3 separate regions of the Ovis aries genome follow, and all the other regions are linked to region 1. Evidence: chromatin contacts called from public Hi-C data. All regions are on one chromosome and are shown on one strand. The core of a region is the stretch at or near the end of the contact, and the rest is flanking DNA. Distances in the headings are between cores, read along the strand shown.

Evidence for each region. Hi-C and Micro-C count contacts between places; a contact is called where the count stands out from the background.
Region 2: a contact with region 1 is called in a Hi-C map of skin fibroblasts, with 2.8 times the contacts expected there. The contact joins the promoter of NLN here to the promoter of ERBIN in region 1. A contact is called at or near these places in 2 of 16 Hi-C or Micro-C datasets (hypothalamus and skin fibroblasts).
Region 3: a Hi-C map of tail adipose tissue shows a contact between it and region 1, with 3 times the contacts expected there. The contact joins the promoter of SREK1 here to the promoter of ERBIN in region 1. A contact is called at or near these places in 2 of 16 Hi-C or Micro-C datasets (skin fibroblasts and tail adipose tissue).

The regions. Positions count from the first base shown.
Region 1 is chr16:13,773,679-13,778,847 of ARS-UI_Ramb_v3.0, reverse strand. It overlaps ERBIN (erbb2 interacting protein), which reads left to right and starts at 2,799. Exons shown (of 25, transcript XM_060400383.1): 1 at 2,799-3,349.
Region 2 is chr16:13,963,128-13,968,296 of ARS-UI_Ramb_v3.0, reverse strand. It overlaps NLN (neurolysin), which reads left to right and starts at 2,609. Exons shown (of 13, transcript XM_004016928.6): 1 at 2,609-2,796. The coding sequence starts at 2,756. SGTB (small glutamine rich tetratricopeptide repeat co-chaperone beta) reads right to left here and starts at 2,507. Exons shown (of 11, transcript XM_042233740.2): 1 at 2,318-2,507; 2 at 1,079-1,198. The coding sequence starts at 1,178.
Region 3 is chr16:13,602,670-13,607,838 of ARS-UI_Ramb_v3.0, reverse strand. SREK1 (splicing regulatory glutamic acid and lysine rich protein 1) reads left to right here and starts at 2,487. Exons shown (of 12, transcript XM_060400352.1): 1 at 2,487-2,812. The coding sequence starts at 2,652.

The sequences.
Region 1 (5,169 bases), core at 1,550-4,049:
ACTCAGATCCATGTAGTGCAAGAGCCAAATCCTAACTACTGGACCACTAGGGAACTGTCCCAAATGGGTAACATTAGTGTGTCCTGGCTTCCATTCTGTTAAGGCCAGTGTTTTGGGGCTCATTCTAGCAGTATGAGTAAGTTGGACTTATTTAACAATCAACTGGGAGAGGGGCACTTTATTGTCTCTACCACTCTGTGGATGGCCCCAAAGAATGAAACCCCATTTCCCTCTCCTGCCTACTCAGCATCAGCATATGCTATCTCTATATTCCCTTCCATCAAAAGCTGCTTTGGGGAAACAATCTGATGAATTGGTATAAACGACTAATAAGGCTTAAAATATTACCTTTCCCCTGGATTATGTCTTTGTGCTAGAGAAATAAACCACTCAAGGGATTAAACTCTAGTGGCAAAACTTCAGGTGAATTGTAGGAGGGGTTTTGGGTTATAGGTACTTTTCTAAGCCTACATAGTAATCGCCCAGATAGGTTCAAATTGGGAGTCTAAGGAGTCTAAGGTTTAAAACAAACAAACAAACAAAAAAAAGGGGGCTAGGGGGACAGGGCAGGTTCTAGCCCACAGACTGGGCTGGTCCTGTTTATTTAGGTTGAGGATTGGGACGGGGAAGGGGAAGTTAGGTCTACCTGAATTTATGATGCCACATTCAAAGAGGTCTTGAACCAACCTGAGACCAGATGCAACACTGGAATCCCAGAAGCCATCCAGTCTTGCGCTGATCTGGGAGACTCTCCATCCTGGCTTGCTTTAGGAGAGAGAGCTCTACCACTGAGTCTGGGCAAACTCAAAGCACTTTTTGAAAGTGGGGTAGGAGATTTTTCTTGTGATGACTAAAATTAGCTTATATAATACGCTAACTTTTATACAATGGCCAAAATGGATAACTAGCTTGGTCTAGTATACCCGGCTGCCGTTTCTCTTCCTAACTTCCAGTTTAATGCTTTTACCTTCAGTTCAGCACTGAATAAACCTGAACATTTTGGCACTATCTGTGAACCTTCAACTTCTGCTATTAGGCTAAGGCCCTAGGTCTGTTACTTCTTGTAGTCCTGAAGTAGTTAATAGCTCCCCACCCTCATAGAATGTCTTGAACGTCTCCCGAGTTATTTCAAGTATTTGTCACTAGAGTACAACTCACTTTGCTAAATAATTCTTTGATGGACTTTATCAACTCCTTCCTTTGGATCCAAGCCAAAATCATCTGTAGGGCATACAGCTCTTTATTCAAACTTGGTTATAAATAATTATCTCTGGAACACAGAAGGAAGAACTGAAGCAATGACTTCAGGGACACAGAGTTAGACTAATTACCATCCTCGTACGCTGTTAAGTACAGCAGAGACTGGGGGCGGGGAATGGTTTGTTTTGTATCTATTGCGTTCCTTCTCGGGGTAAAACAAGGCCGTCTTGTCTGTTAACATATGTAAGGCAGTAACTGCAAAAACTGTGCAATGTTATGGTTGAGGCGTTTTATGCCATATGTGTTGATAGAATGCCTAAGCAGCTCTCTCCGCAATAAACGCAAACGCTGCCAGGCTGAATCACTAGGGCCAGCGAAATTCAACGACTGCACGACCGAAACCTCCAGGGTTGGAAGCCTACGTCGCGTATCGGAGTGTATCCAATATTTCCTCTAACAAAGGCATTATCTTGAGGCAATTTCGCGGGCCATTTTCCCCCGTCCCAGGGCCAGCTTTGTCTCCCCACCGGTGTGAGGCTGAGACTCGGAGGAGCTGCGTTGCTGAGCGAGCAAGCTCGGAGCAAGGGCCGGCGTGGGAAGCTTCTCCGAGCTGCCGCTGTGGTTTCCTGCAAACCGAGCGTGCCATTAGAGGAAGTTGGAGTGCTGCAGTTGAAAGAGATACCTGCAGCCTTGAAATCGGGGTTGGACTTGAACCGATCACTGTCGTACAAAGAAACTCAATCGGCCGGGGTGGAGGAGGCCTGGAGACTCTCGGTCTCCCAAGCTGGGCACCGGGCAAGCCGGGCTCCACTTCGTCGGAGTCCCCCACCTTGGGCAGCCGGGTAGCGGCAGCAGGCCTCTGAGGCCTGGGCTGCAGCGGGCCTCACCAGCGAACCCCCGGCGGCCACCAGCCCCGCCCCCCGGTCCCCGGCCCGCCGCCCCCCGCCGCCTCCCGCCGCAGACGTCGGCCCGCACCGCCCCCGCGCGCGGTGACTGGCTCGCGCCGGCCTCCAGCCCGGCTGTTGGCGGTTGGGGCGAAGCCCGCGGGAGGCCGCCCCGCCCCCGCCGCGGAGCCGCCGCCGCCGCGCGCTGCTCTTCCCCCCTCGCCGCCGGGGCGGTGGCGCTGTTGCCGCCGCGGCCTGTGAGGCAGTGACTCCCCAGCGCCCCAGCCCCCTTCCTCCTCCTTTCTCTCCGCTCCCTCCCTCCCCTCCCCGCCCCTCGCAGTCTCTCGCTCGAGTGAATGTGGCGCGGCGGCGCGGGACGCAGCCTCGGCCCCTGCCGCGGCCCCGCGAGCTCCTGAGGAGACGAAGCCGCCGCCTGCCCTCAGCCTTTGCGCTTCCCGGGGGAGCCACCGCCGCCTGGGAAGAAGAACGAGGAGGGGCGCGAGGGGGCGGCGGCGGGAAAACGGGAGGAGGAGGAGAAGAGGGCTCGAGGGCGAGGAGGGAAGGCGGGGAGGGACGGACGGAAGGACGGACAGCCCGACGGACGGCCCGGGGAGGGGGCCGCCATCGAGCCAGCCCGGCCCCTCGGCTCCGGCTCGGGGCGGCCGCGGCGGCGGCGGCGGCGCAGGCGAAGGGCGCGGCAGGCTCTATCGAGACAATAACCCCGCCGCCCGGCTCCGGGGGCGGCGGCGAGGAGGAGGTGGCGGCCTAGCGCGACCGCGGCTCTCCCAGCGCCGCGGCGACGTCTTCGCCCCCGCCGGCCGCCTTCGGCAGCCGTCGGGTATCGGGGCGCGCGGGTCGCCCGGAGTCCCAGGCTCGGGGCGGACGCCCCCTCCCCTCCCCCTCCCCGGCGCGCCGGGAGCTGGTTTTCCGGGTTCCCCTGGACCGAGCTGGATCCTGCTGTTCGCCAAGGCAGGAAGTGAGTTTCGCACGGTAATTCCGGGCGGTGTCACGAGTGAAAAGTTTTTTTTTCGGCGGAGATCCTAGTTGGGGCTGGGAAACTCCTGCAAAACTCGAGACCGGGAAACCAGCCCGCGCGTCCCAGCCCCCACCAAAGCCACCTACTCTTCCTTCTGCGGGAGGCCACTCCACATCCGCTCTCACCGGAGAGTGAAATTGGGCTGGATCCGAAGTGACTAATGAAGGGAAGGAAATCATGTCAGGCGAAGCCTTGAAAAAGCTGCCTTGAGACACTGCCCGACCGAAAGGTAAATTTCACGAGAAGTGTCTACGAGCCACAAAGCTCCCGGGCCAGAAAAGAGAGGAAACTTTAGTGTTTTTCGGTTTTTTTCTCAAGTTCCCCTAAATTCTCCTTTTCTGATGTCGAACGGGATAGTGTTTTAGGTGCTGAATAGTAAGATGTTACTCCCTCTTTGGTTATTTTAGAAGAGGTTGTAAGAATGAGGTGGGACGAAAAGTTTTAAGCAATCCGAAGGAAGAGTGCCTTTGTTTGGCACAAGGTCCAGAAGTCTTAGATTCCTGGAACATATACCCTGTGTATGTTTCTGATTCATTAAGTTGCTGAACCTGGCAACTTTTGTTTTGAAGAAAGTTAGGTCACTGCGGGGAGCGATTTGCTGCTGCTGAGATGGCTGCCACATTTGTTTATACGGTTACCGATTACTTGGCCTTTGCGTTTAATTGTATCTATATAGATTTGTTTTTAGTAGCAGTCTTTATGGATATATTTCATTGGGTTTTATAAAACAGAAACCTTTGCCATTCTCAGTCGTTTTTCTAGGTGGGTAATAAATAGATTTCTTCAATAACTTGTTCCTTTCAGACATTTAGAACTTGATAATACTTGTTTGGTTAATTAGTTGAAAACAACTGTCGGCTAGATTTTTCTTGTTACTGAGAGTAGAAAGAAAAAGGAGGGAGGAAGTATTGTCGATAAAGAGTGTTACGATTAAAAACACACGTAAACACCTGTGAAGTAGTTTGGTTTGTTGGGACTTAGGTGCAGTTCAGAACAGGACACAGAGAAAGGAAAGTAAAACGCTTACAACAATTTTCATGGGCATCACAGTGATTGTGATAAACATCTGTGCTTTTGGAATAGTACAGTATTTACATTTTTGTGTTGGCCCGAATGTTTTGGCCGCCTCAGAGGTGATGAGTATCTACGGTGGTGGCAGGGGTTATTGAAGCATGGGAGACATTCCACCAGTCAGTCATAAATACAAACACTTCTGAACCAATCGGTAGTCTTTATAGATCAAACCAGTTTTGGTCGGAGCAAACACGAAACGGTTTCTTCAGTGGTGTTTTAATGTGTCTTTTTAAGGTTGGTTTTTTTCCGTTTGTACTTTTGTGGTAAAGGGAGGTGAAAGATTATACTATGCTTTTGAATAAATATTAAATAAGTATGGTATTTAGTTGGTAGGTATATCTTAAATATAAATGTATGTTTAATTGCCCATGCTACCTCAAGAAAGAATAGTTGGCTTTCTTTAGTTCAAAGGAGAGAAAAGTTAGGTCATGAAGGACTAGATCAAATTATTTCACAAATACATTTCAAAATGGCAATCTTTCATCTCTTTTGAATTTTTTCCCTAAAGCTTAATCTCTAGAACGCCTTTAAAATTTTTTTAAATTGTTGCTAAGATTTGTGAACCATCAGGTAATTCCTGTTAAGTCAAAGTAACTTTATCAGGAAATTTAAAGTAGTTAACTGATCTGCTTTATGATTTTGGAACATATCATTAGGCAACGAAAGAGGTTATTCTTGGGCAGCTGAAAGAGGGGAACAAAATAAATGGCATTGAACTTCAGTCTCCTTATATGGTTTATACTTGGCTTCAGAGCAACAAAGCCTTAATAGAGCAAGTCTTTTATAGAGAGCTATCACTTTGCAAATATGTTTCTCTGCATTAGTAAATTTTACTTATAAAAAGTATTATAGCCCTGGAAAATACTTACATCCCTGTTTTTAGATACAGTTCTTGATTTTTCTTTTTCCCTTGGGGGAGCAATAGTATGTTTAAATGCAGACTTAGTTTGGTGTTGAATTAACTTAAATGAATTT
Region 2 (5,169 bases), core at 1,360-3,859, 190 kb before region 1:
CTTAGATAACCAGTCGCCTTTATCTTCACATGGTCTAACAACCAAGGAGGACAAAAAGACCTTAATGGACTGATTGCAATCTCCAACTGCGAATCACAAGCTCCTCTCACTGCCACCTGGAAAGATTATCTCACCAGATTGCAAGCAGATTTAGAGCAAATGCTCAATTTTCATCCCCACTTCCTAAAGCATATTCACAGGGGGAAGTACTTGTTGAAATTAATAGATGTGTCCCCCTTTATAGGAGAAACAGCTCAAGATAGAAAATTCAAATTGTACTGTTATCTATTAAATTCTCCCCAATGCACTATCTTATTGAAATAATTAAGTCTTTAGGCCACAAGGAAGCTGGCTCACTGAACCTCCACGAGCCCATCTGCAAAATTCTATCTTCTTACGGTTATACTGAACTTAAATTTTCTAATGCATAAGCATGAAGCAGAAAAGATGGTGTCAAGGAAACATGTGATGCTATCATCCAAGTCCTGCTCAACTTTACAGATTACCAAATCTAATATTTAAAGCTAACATAAAACAAGGGTGATATCCTCTTATTTCAAGTGCCCCAGTAGGAAGTTATTAGAGATTAATAGTTATTAGACTTTTGCAAAGTGCTTTAATAATGACTAAGGTGTTTTCAGACATTGATTCTAAACTGGATGCTTTTCTATTAAAAGAGAGGATCTTCAGAGTAAGAACCAGGATTTAAATCTCAGCTTTGTCACATATTAGCTGTGTTAGATTACTTAATCTATCAGGTTTCACTTACTTCTCTGTTGAATGGGGATAATAACTGACTTAACAGTTACCATGGAGAAAAATTTCCCTATAATATGAATAGCATAGTTCTGAGACATAATAGTTGTTCAATAAACAAACAAAAGTCCTCTTATCTTGTTGTTAACTGGAAAAAAAAAGCCTCAGAGGATGAAAACATTACAACCTTACCATAAGGTCTCTCTTCCTGAAAAATCAACAAGATATTCTGATTTTGAAACAACAGATCATAAAGTCAAACTTATAGATATTTTAGTCTTTATAATCATAACACAAATGAACAGGGAGAACAGGTGCCTACCTTCCAAACTTTCTTGCTCATCTGAGGTATAAGCATCCATCTGACTTTGTTCCCGTAAGAAACGAATGACTGCATAAACGAGGTGCTTGATGGATGACATGTTCAAAGCTTAAACTTTTCCTTGATAAGAAAAAGGAAAACACTGAATTAAGTAATTTTAAAGACGCAGTGAAGAAGATTATAAATCACAAAGGTCATAAATTACATTAAAGGTAAAAAGCAAAAACAAAAGTCTGAATTACTTTCACTCTTTTAAAGTCAGAGCACAAATTATTGATATGGTAACGTATGACATTTTCATTTACACCTAGGAATATCAGGTTATGTTAAAACTTGCAAAAGTAAATTTTTTCTCAAAACATGTACAACATAAGCTTAGATTCTCACTGAACAGCTCACTATATCTTAATAGTTTATATGATAGGTATCCAGATAAGCATAGGGGTACAGATACAGAAATCCCCAAAAGGCTTTAGTACTATTTTGAGGGAGATTTCATACTGCTGACTCAGAAGCTGATCCACGCAGGGCATCTTCCTTTATTTCATGAAATTTTTTTCAAATGTATGCATAATTTACAGTCGTAGGTGGAGACAGTTTACCGGATGAGGAAATTTATTAGTCAAAGGTTGTTCAACCATTGAGGGTCATTTTTAATAAAAATGCCATTTCTATTCAATCAACAGACATGTCAGATAATCATTGCCCAAGTAGATGGATACTACAAGCCGACCAATGCTCTCTGCAGTAGCTGTGCTCTCGTGGACAGACTGGAAGCTCCAGGTCATGTTCATTCACATGGAATACTATCGCATCCAAACAGTGGCGCAGGGCCAGACGGCATTAATGGCTTATTTCCACTAAATCGCATCATCCATCTGCTCACCAGGTTCCCTTATTCAAAGCCAGGGTGTGGTACCCACCGCGAGGACGTTTACTGCTCGGTGCTTATTTTAAAAGAGAGCCCAGCCTATAGGCCACGGGGCTGCAAGTCCTAGGACCCAGGGCAGAAGGGTGCAAAAAGAACGGGGAGGGGGAGAGGGGACGCGAGGCAAAAATGAAGTCCAACCTCCTCCAGGCTTCTCCCCATTCCTCTTCCCGGAGCACATCGACCTCCTTCTCCCTCCCTTCGTTACCCAGGCCTCGCCTTAGCCTCAACAGCGTTTGCTGCGGGTGAGCCGTGCAGGCCCGGACTGGGGCGGCGGGAGACGCACCCTTCCCCAGACAGAAGCCCCTTACCAGGGAAGAGGATGCGAAACGGTGGCAGCGGCCCGAGAGCGTCCGTAAGTGTGTCCACTTGCCCCCTGGTTCTCCGGGCTTCAGCCTGGCTCGGGAGCGCAGCACCGCAGCCGGAGGTGGCCCAAACTTCCCCTGCTCCCAGACCGCCGCCGCCCCTCAGCCCACTCCTCGCTGCGCTTGGCTCCGGGCCGCCGTCTCGCCAGAACCGCCCCCGGGGCGGTGCGAGACGCATGGGGCGGGGCCGGGGCGGGGCCGGGGCGGGGCTGAAGTGGGCGCCAGCGTGGGGCTGCCGCACGTGGGAGGGTTCAGGCCCAGCTGGCCGCCGCCGCCACGGTTGCCTCCTGCGCTAGGCCACCGCACCGCTTCCCGGCGCCCCGCCACCCCCACCCCCAGACCGGAGGACAACGCGCCCGCAGCCCGTCGCCTCCCGGCTCTCCCATGATCGTCCAGTGCCTTTTGGCTGTGCGAGGCCTCCACAGGTACCTCCCGTGCGCGGGTTAACCTTGACCGTGGGCGGGGGTCTTCTGCCTGGTCAGTGCCAGGCGCCCCGGGCCCAGCCTTTCCCAACAGCACCCCTACGACGCTCTTGGAACCTTCCCTCCCCACCGCCCTCTTGGTCTACCCCAAGGGACACCTGGCGTGGGAACGTGGGGCCACCTTTCCTTCCTGTGCTCCCTCGGGAGGGCATCCATTCCCTTTGTTTGGGACTGCCTCGACTGCAAGCAGTCAGATTGATCAGAGGCCCGGCCCGAAGGAGTGCAGAAAGATGATCGGGATAAAATCGTTGGACTTTCGCCCCCATCCGGAACTGCAGACCTGTCGTTAGAAGTGAGGGCAGCTGTAGACTCAGATAACAATTCTCATTTACTCCTCGTGTGCATCGTTGGCACACAGATCGTTTAACATCCACGCAAAATGGAATCGCTATGATTTTGCTGCTTATTTCTGTCCATGCTTTCTAATTTTCTTTTCATTTACTTCTTCCGTATAAAACATTCTGCTTCTTGCCGGGGCTAATTGACATGGCCCAAAATGGAGGAAAAGATTGCTTGGACACGGTTAGGGGCAGCTTCAGCGCTGTTTTGGATAGATTACTTAGCGCCTAACCACACCCCTCTGCAATAGACTAGTAGCAAGATGGTGAGTGAGAGAATGAAATTCTTTTTCCCGCTGCGACGGATGGAGTGGTTTTCAGAAACAATGCGACTATCACCCGCATTCCCAAATCTAGCTTTCAACTGAAAATCCGAATGAAGAACCAACAGAAAAAGGAAGATCCTTATAAAACCACTTTAGAACATAGCAATCAGCATGTAAGCTTTTTAACAGTTTTCTGCTGTACGTTGCCACTCATCTTATGCTGATCAGTCTTTATAGTTTTGGTGCATTGGGAACCTTAAAATAATCATAAAGAGTTCATGTGATGATTTTGGCTATATTTCAAGCTGTCCTTTTAGTCTGCAGGCTGTAGGTGGTAGAGCTGTCAAATGAAGCTATACCAGCAAATGAGGAAATGTAACACAGGTGTAAGAAGAAAGAATAAATTTCATATAAGACAGTAATTCTCAAACTTTTTAGTCTGAGGATCTCTTTACCACTCAAAAATTACTGAGGACCTAAGAACTTCTGTTTATATGGGTTATATCTTTCCATATTTACTGTATTAGAAATGAAACCAGGGAGATTTAAAAGTATTTATTAGTTCTTTTTAAACAGTATTACATTTGTTACATGCCTAAGATTTTTAATGAAAAATGACTATTTTCCAAAATGTTTTCCTAAAAAAATCACTGAGAAGGGTGACATTGTGGATTTTTTTCCTGGGTTTGTGTGTGTGTGTGTGGTAAAAGATAAATAAAATTTACCATTTTAATCATCTTTAAGTGCATAATTCAGTGGCGTTAAGTGCATTCACATTGTTACCTAACCATCGCCACTATTCATCTCCAGAGCGTTTTTATTATTCCAAACTGAAACTCTGCATGGGCATTAAACAATAACTTTTCATTATCCCCTCTTCTAGTCTCTGGTAATCACTATTCTCTCTCTGTCTTTGAATGTGACTATTTTAGGTTCTTCATACTAGTGGAATCTTAGAATATGTGTTCTTCTGTGACTGGCTTATTTCACTCAGCAATTTTAGGTTCTTCATACTAGTGGAATCTTAGAATATGTGTTCTTCTGTGACTGGCTTATTTCACTCAGCAGTGTGTCTTTAAACTTCATCCATGTGTCAGAATATCCCTCCTTTTTAAGGCAGAATATTATTCTGTAGTACGGATATACCACATTTGTCCAGTTGTCCATCCATGGACATTGGGTTGTTTCTACTTTTCGGCTATTTTGAATAATGCTGCTGTGATCATTGGTGTACACATATCTGTTTCAGTGTGTACTTTCAGTTCTCCAGGATATGTGCCTAGAAGGGGGATTACTGAATCAGATGGTAATTTTATGTTTAATTTTTGAGGAACCAGCATACTATTTTCCACAGCAGCTATACTGTATACATTTTACAGTATACTATACTGTACTATACTATACAGTATACATTTTACACTCCTTTGGCAAAGCATAAGAGTTCTAGTTTTTTGCATCTTCATCAACACTTACTTTCTGTTTTGCTTTTTTTTTTTTTTTTTCAAAAAAAAGAGAACCATCCAAGGAGTGGCACTGTTTTATACTTTTGCAAAACAAATGTATGACTTAATAGAAGATGGCTGGATTCTTATATCTGCTTCTTTCCACATTTTTTCTGTTGTACTGGTTTTTTTGGTTTAAGAAAATTGAGAAAATCCCACCCGTCATGTGTAGTTGTAAAAAGAGAAGTATTTTAATAGACTTTTTAAGAT
Region 3 (5,169 bases), core at 1,238-3,737, 170 kb after region 1:
ATTTCCCTATCTGTTTGTGCATTCAATCTGTGTGATATGTTTAGGTTGAAACATATGAAGAAAATTTGGTCTCAAACAGATACGTTGTTGGAAAAGGGGAAACTATTTTCATTGTCTTTCTAGATGATATGAGATATCTTGATTGATAACTATCCCAAACTGGACATGTGGTTGTTTCTTAGAGTGCAATTACAATGTGGATTTAATCTGAAACCATATCAGTTAACTTTCTGTATTTTGCTACAGTAAAATCCATGGGTCCATCTTCCACTTTGATAACTCTTTTTAATTTTGTAATAGCATGTATTGGTTCTGTTGAAAACTGCCTTATGAGCTATAGAGATTTTCAAATGGGCAATTATAATCACTATATAATGTGAAAAAACACATTTGTTAATATCAGTCGTGTTTCTAGCAGAAATGTTTAAATACTAGAAATCTGTCAAGCTCCAGATGGTGGATACAAATTTTTAAAAATTTGCATTTTTGAGTGAAAACTCCAACAATCACACAAGAGCATTTTCTGGAGATGTCCATCCTACTTGGGCATGCAGCAGCAGTACTTCCCAATTCTTCACATATTAAAGAGCTGGGGGACTTCCTGTTGGTCCAGTGGTTAAGACTCAGGGCTTCCAATGAAGGTGTAGGTGAGGTCTGATTCCTGGTTGAAGAACTAAGATCCTACATGCTGCGCAGTGAGGCCAAAAAAAAAAAAAAAGTAAAAACTAAATAAAAAAAAAAGGTTTTATAAAAAGGAAATAGGTGTATACTAGGAAGTGAAGATTTAGTAAAATTAATAATTTTTACCACTTTTTACAAGGACAATTATGTATTTATTTTTGGCTGCGCAGAGTCATTACTGTGCTAGGCTTTCTCAAGTTGTGGCAAACACGGGCTATTCGGCAGTTTGGGTGCACAAGTTTCACACTGTGGCAGCTTTTCTTGTTGCAGAGCGTGAGCTCTAGGGTGCACAGGCTCAGCAGTTTGGACGTTAATGCTTTGTTGCCCCACAGCATATGGAATCTTCCCCTGACCAGGGACCCATGTCCCCTGCATTGGTAGACGGATTATTAACCACCGGACCACTAGGGAAGTCTGTCAAGGGCATTCTTAAACTAGCTTATTTTAAAAAATCATATATTGTGTATGCTATGAGTGCAAGGAGGTGAATACAAAATACCACTACAGTGTTAGTCGCTCAGTCGTGTCCGACTCTTCATGACCCTGTGAACTGGAACCCGCCAGACTCCTCTGTCCATGGGGTTTTTCAGGCAAAAATATTGGAGTGGGTTGCCATTTCCTCCTCCAGAGGATATTCCCGATCCAGAGATCGAACCCGCATCTCCTACATAGTAGGCATATTCTTTAACCTCTGAGCCAAAGGAAAGTCCTTGAATTCCACTAAGTAAGTCCCCCAATAAAGAAAAAGTTCCACTCTAAGAGCATTTAAGTCCAATTTGTTTATAAGTCCAGCAAAGTTAGCCTAGGTACCCAACTAATGCAACTGACTATATAGTACTGTACTGTAAGAGGTTTATAATACTTTATGCACAAATAATACATAAAAAACTAATAAACACGCAAAAAAATACCCTGTAGAGTGTAGTAGTACCGCCACTGTACCTGGCATACAGGGACACTTGGCATCTTTCAAAGTTTGTGACTCAAAAGCTCGTATGTAGAGGGACTCACTGTAGTCGTGCAGTCTGACACCACTGCCTTGATTTTTGCTAAGGTGCTGGCTTTGCACCATCAGTGCAATTCTCAACAAAGTGAAGGAAATAAAGTCTTCATATTGTGAAGATGCTTTTGACCTTACAGATTCACTGAAAAGGCCCCTGAGGACCTTCCAGGTTTTGCGGATGGCATTTTGGGAACAGCTGCCCTATTTTCACATACTACTGTTACTTGTGTCTCGTTAGGTTGCAAAGTCTGTGTGGATCTTCTTAACTGTCCTTAATGTGTTCGTGTCTGTCCGATACATAACACTATTAATACCTGCGGAATGAACTAAAAAATGTTACAAACGACAACCGCATGGCCTTCATCATACTGCCTTCTTCCTTAATTCCGTCTAAATTTACATGTTTCGTAAAACTTTCCAAGTGTTTCTATGACTAGGACGCCGGTCAATTTGTTTTTTTATATAGGTGGGAAGGAGGAGCTGCGTGAATGTAATACTGACACGTTATAGTTCAGCCAAGTTAGTTAACTGCGATGCTCGAGAGTCATCCCTTCTTAACAGGTTTGCACCAGCAGGCCTCTTGACTTCCCAGTCTTAGCTACTATAAAGACTGGAAAGAGGTGGGTCTCTTGCGTTTACAGGAGCACAAGAATTTGATGGAGTCGTAACCGGGGAAACCCTCAATCAAAATCTTGGCGGGGAGAAATGCAGCAGGACCAACAGCCTTACACAACCGGAAGCCCCAGGCAGCAGCCTCGCGAGATCCTCCGGGTTGCCAGGGCGACGCTTCCGGCTGGCGCGCGCAGCCCGGAGAGCAGGGGAGTTGTGAAATGGGCGGCTAGACCTGCCCGTGGCCGTGAATTCGCCAGCGGGAGCGCGCTCGCGGCCGCGCGATCTCCGCTTTCCCGGCTCCGTCGCTGACGCGCTGTAGACGTTGGGGAGGGAGGCAGCGGCAGCGCGGATCAGGATGAACAGCGCCGGCAGCTTCGGCTTGGGCTTAGGCTTCGGCCTCACCCCTACGGCAGTGATTCAGGTGACAAATCTGTCCTCTGCGGTGACGAGCGAGCAGATGCGGACGCTTTTTTCCTTCCTAGGAGAAATCGAGGAGCTGCGGCTCTACCCGCCCGAGTAAGTCCTCGAGCTCGACTGGGGGAGGGGTGCGGGCCCGAGCGAGACCTCGGGAACCCAGGCGAGGGGGAGAGCGCGGACGGGGGCGCGCTGCCCCGTCACGTGACCACCGGGGTTCCCTTGGTGCCCATGTTTGATTGGGGCACCGCGGCCCCAGCCCCCGGCTTCTGTTTTCCTTGTTAGTCGACTTTCGGAGGTTAATGTTTGCACAGAATCCTTACAAAGGACGTAGAGGGGTTGCCTTTTCGTGCCTCCCGGCCAGTGGTCGTCGCTGAGTCCTCGAATTCAGTGCCGGGCCTCCCCCGTTTTCTTCCCTAACTTAAGATGGCCGCAGGTGGGCCCGGAATAGTCCTCATGGCGAGCGCCTGATGGGGTTTTTGCAATGGAAAAGCGCGGAGACTGCGCCTGAGAAACTGTCCGATCTTAGGGCCTCAGTGTCGGGCCGTTGTTGCTGACAGGGAAGCCTGCGGCTGATGACAAATAGAATTAGGGTTATAGTTGTTCCTAGGCCTGTGTTCACAAATTTAGCATCTTCAGAGGTTAATCTAACCGGGCCCATCCATGTTGTTAAAAGATTCATGTCTGTTCACCCTTTTGGCGTCGGATTAAAATTTCCTCCTAGAAGGTCACACTGCCCTAAACCTTTCAGAAAAAAACAGTAATCTGTGCAGGATTATTCCTGCTGTATACTTATAGAAGTCCAGATTTGGGATGGCATTCACTCTTCTCATACACTTCCCAGGTAGTGTACTTTGACGTAAGATTTCCCTTGTACGGTAATATCAGCTAACAAAATTCGTAAGAGGTTTCAGGGTTATTTTCTTACGGGCATAAACTTTTAAAAACTAGTGTCCAGAATATGAAAATTTCTCAGTGTTTTGTTCATTTTGTCAAAATCTTTTGAGGAAAGGGATAGTAGTTGCCTAAGATTTCTCTTATTAAAAAAATTGTTTGATTTTTTTGGGGTATTTCATAGTGATGCATGTAAATCTATTTTCCTTTAGTTTTCTCTAACTATACCGCATTGCTACTGCATAGATAGTGATAAAAGTTGGTGTTTGGATTTTTAAATTTTACTGAAGTTTTTCTTCTCATTTTTGTTTCAAAGTATTTCATGCATACAGAAATGCTGAAAGAATAACTCCCATGTTCCCTTCATCTGTATTTATAGTTAGCCACAGATTTCTGTCTCCCACTACCCACTTTTACATACATACACGCACACACCCACCCTCATCCCTTGACTATTCACTCCTCAACAAGTAAATGAGAATCTCTTATGTATATGACCTACTTTACCACAGTACTGTTAATGTATCCAAGAAATTTGATATTGACAATATATAACATCTAAATTTTTTCAATTAGTCTGACGCCTTTTCTCCATTTTCTTTTTCTGATTTAGAGATAATCAAGAGATCACTCAGTACGTTTGATTATTTTCTTTAATCTAGGACTACTCCCCCTCTGCCCCCTCACACGGCTCTTTTTCCCCAATCATCTTTTTAAAAGCTTTTCATGATATTGATATTTTGTCTTGTAATTTGTGTTGTAAAATGATTCATCTTGGCTATATAAATTGTTTCCACATGAATAGATTCAGTAATACAGTTTTGCCAAAAATAGTTCATAAGTGGGTGCACATACATCTTTATTGACTCGTCATCACATATATAGCTTTGGCTATCTTACATAACTTTTGAAAGTGCTTTAAGCTTTCTCTTCATTTCAACACTTAGAACATTTCTGAATAATTGAGAACTGTTTGGAGCGTTGCTGTATTCTGAACAAATTGGAATCAAATAGTAAAATATTTTGTAGATAAACCTTTGTAAGCTAACCTTGCTTTCAAGGTTGTGATAATGTGTCTTATGGGCAGAAGAAATACATCACAGAATATTCTTCATTGTGAACATAACACCACTCACATGGTTGAAAAATGCGTTTGGGTGGCAATATGCTGCCAGTTATCTGCCATTTAGTAAAATGGGCTATTTTTTGAAATCAGGTGTTAGTTGCTTGGAGTTTAAAGTGTAAAAGAATAAAAAAGCTGGTTACTTAAACAGTGCATTGAAACAGAGTTACTGTGTCACCAGCTGTAATGCATTTTGCAAAATTGTAGCATAAATGTAATACATCTAGGCCAGGCAAAATCTTTGACCAGTTATTCTATATTTGCAGTTCCTATTCCTGTTTTTCACAAGTATTAACATGCTTTCCTAGTGGTGTGTTTTCTGTTTGCTCTGTAGTTAAGTTGTCATAAGCTAGTCCTTACATTCTTATTGCAAATTTGGGCTGAAATGTATAAATATGCAATAGTAGTAGGTGTTTTGAAGACAGAATTCTTTTTTCAGTAT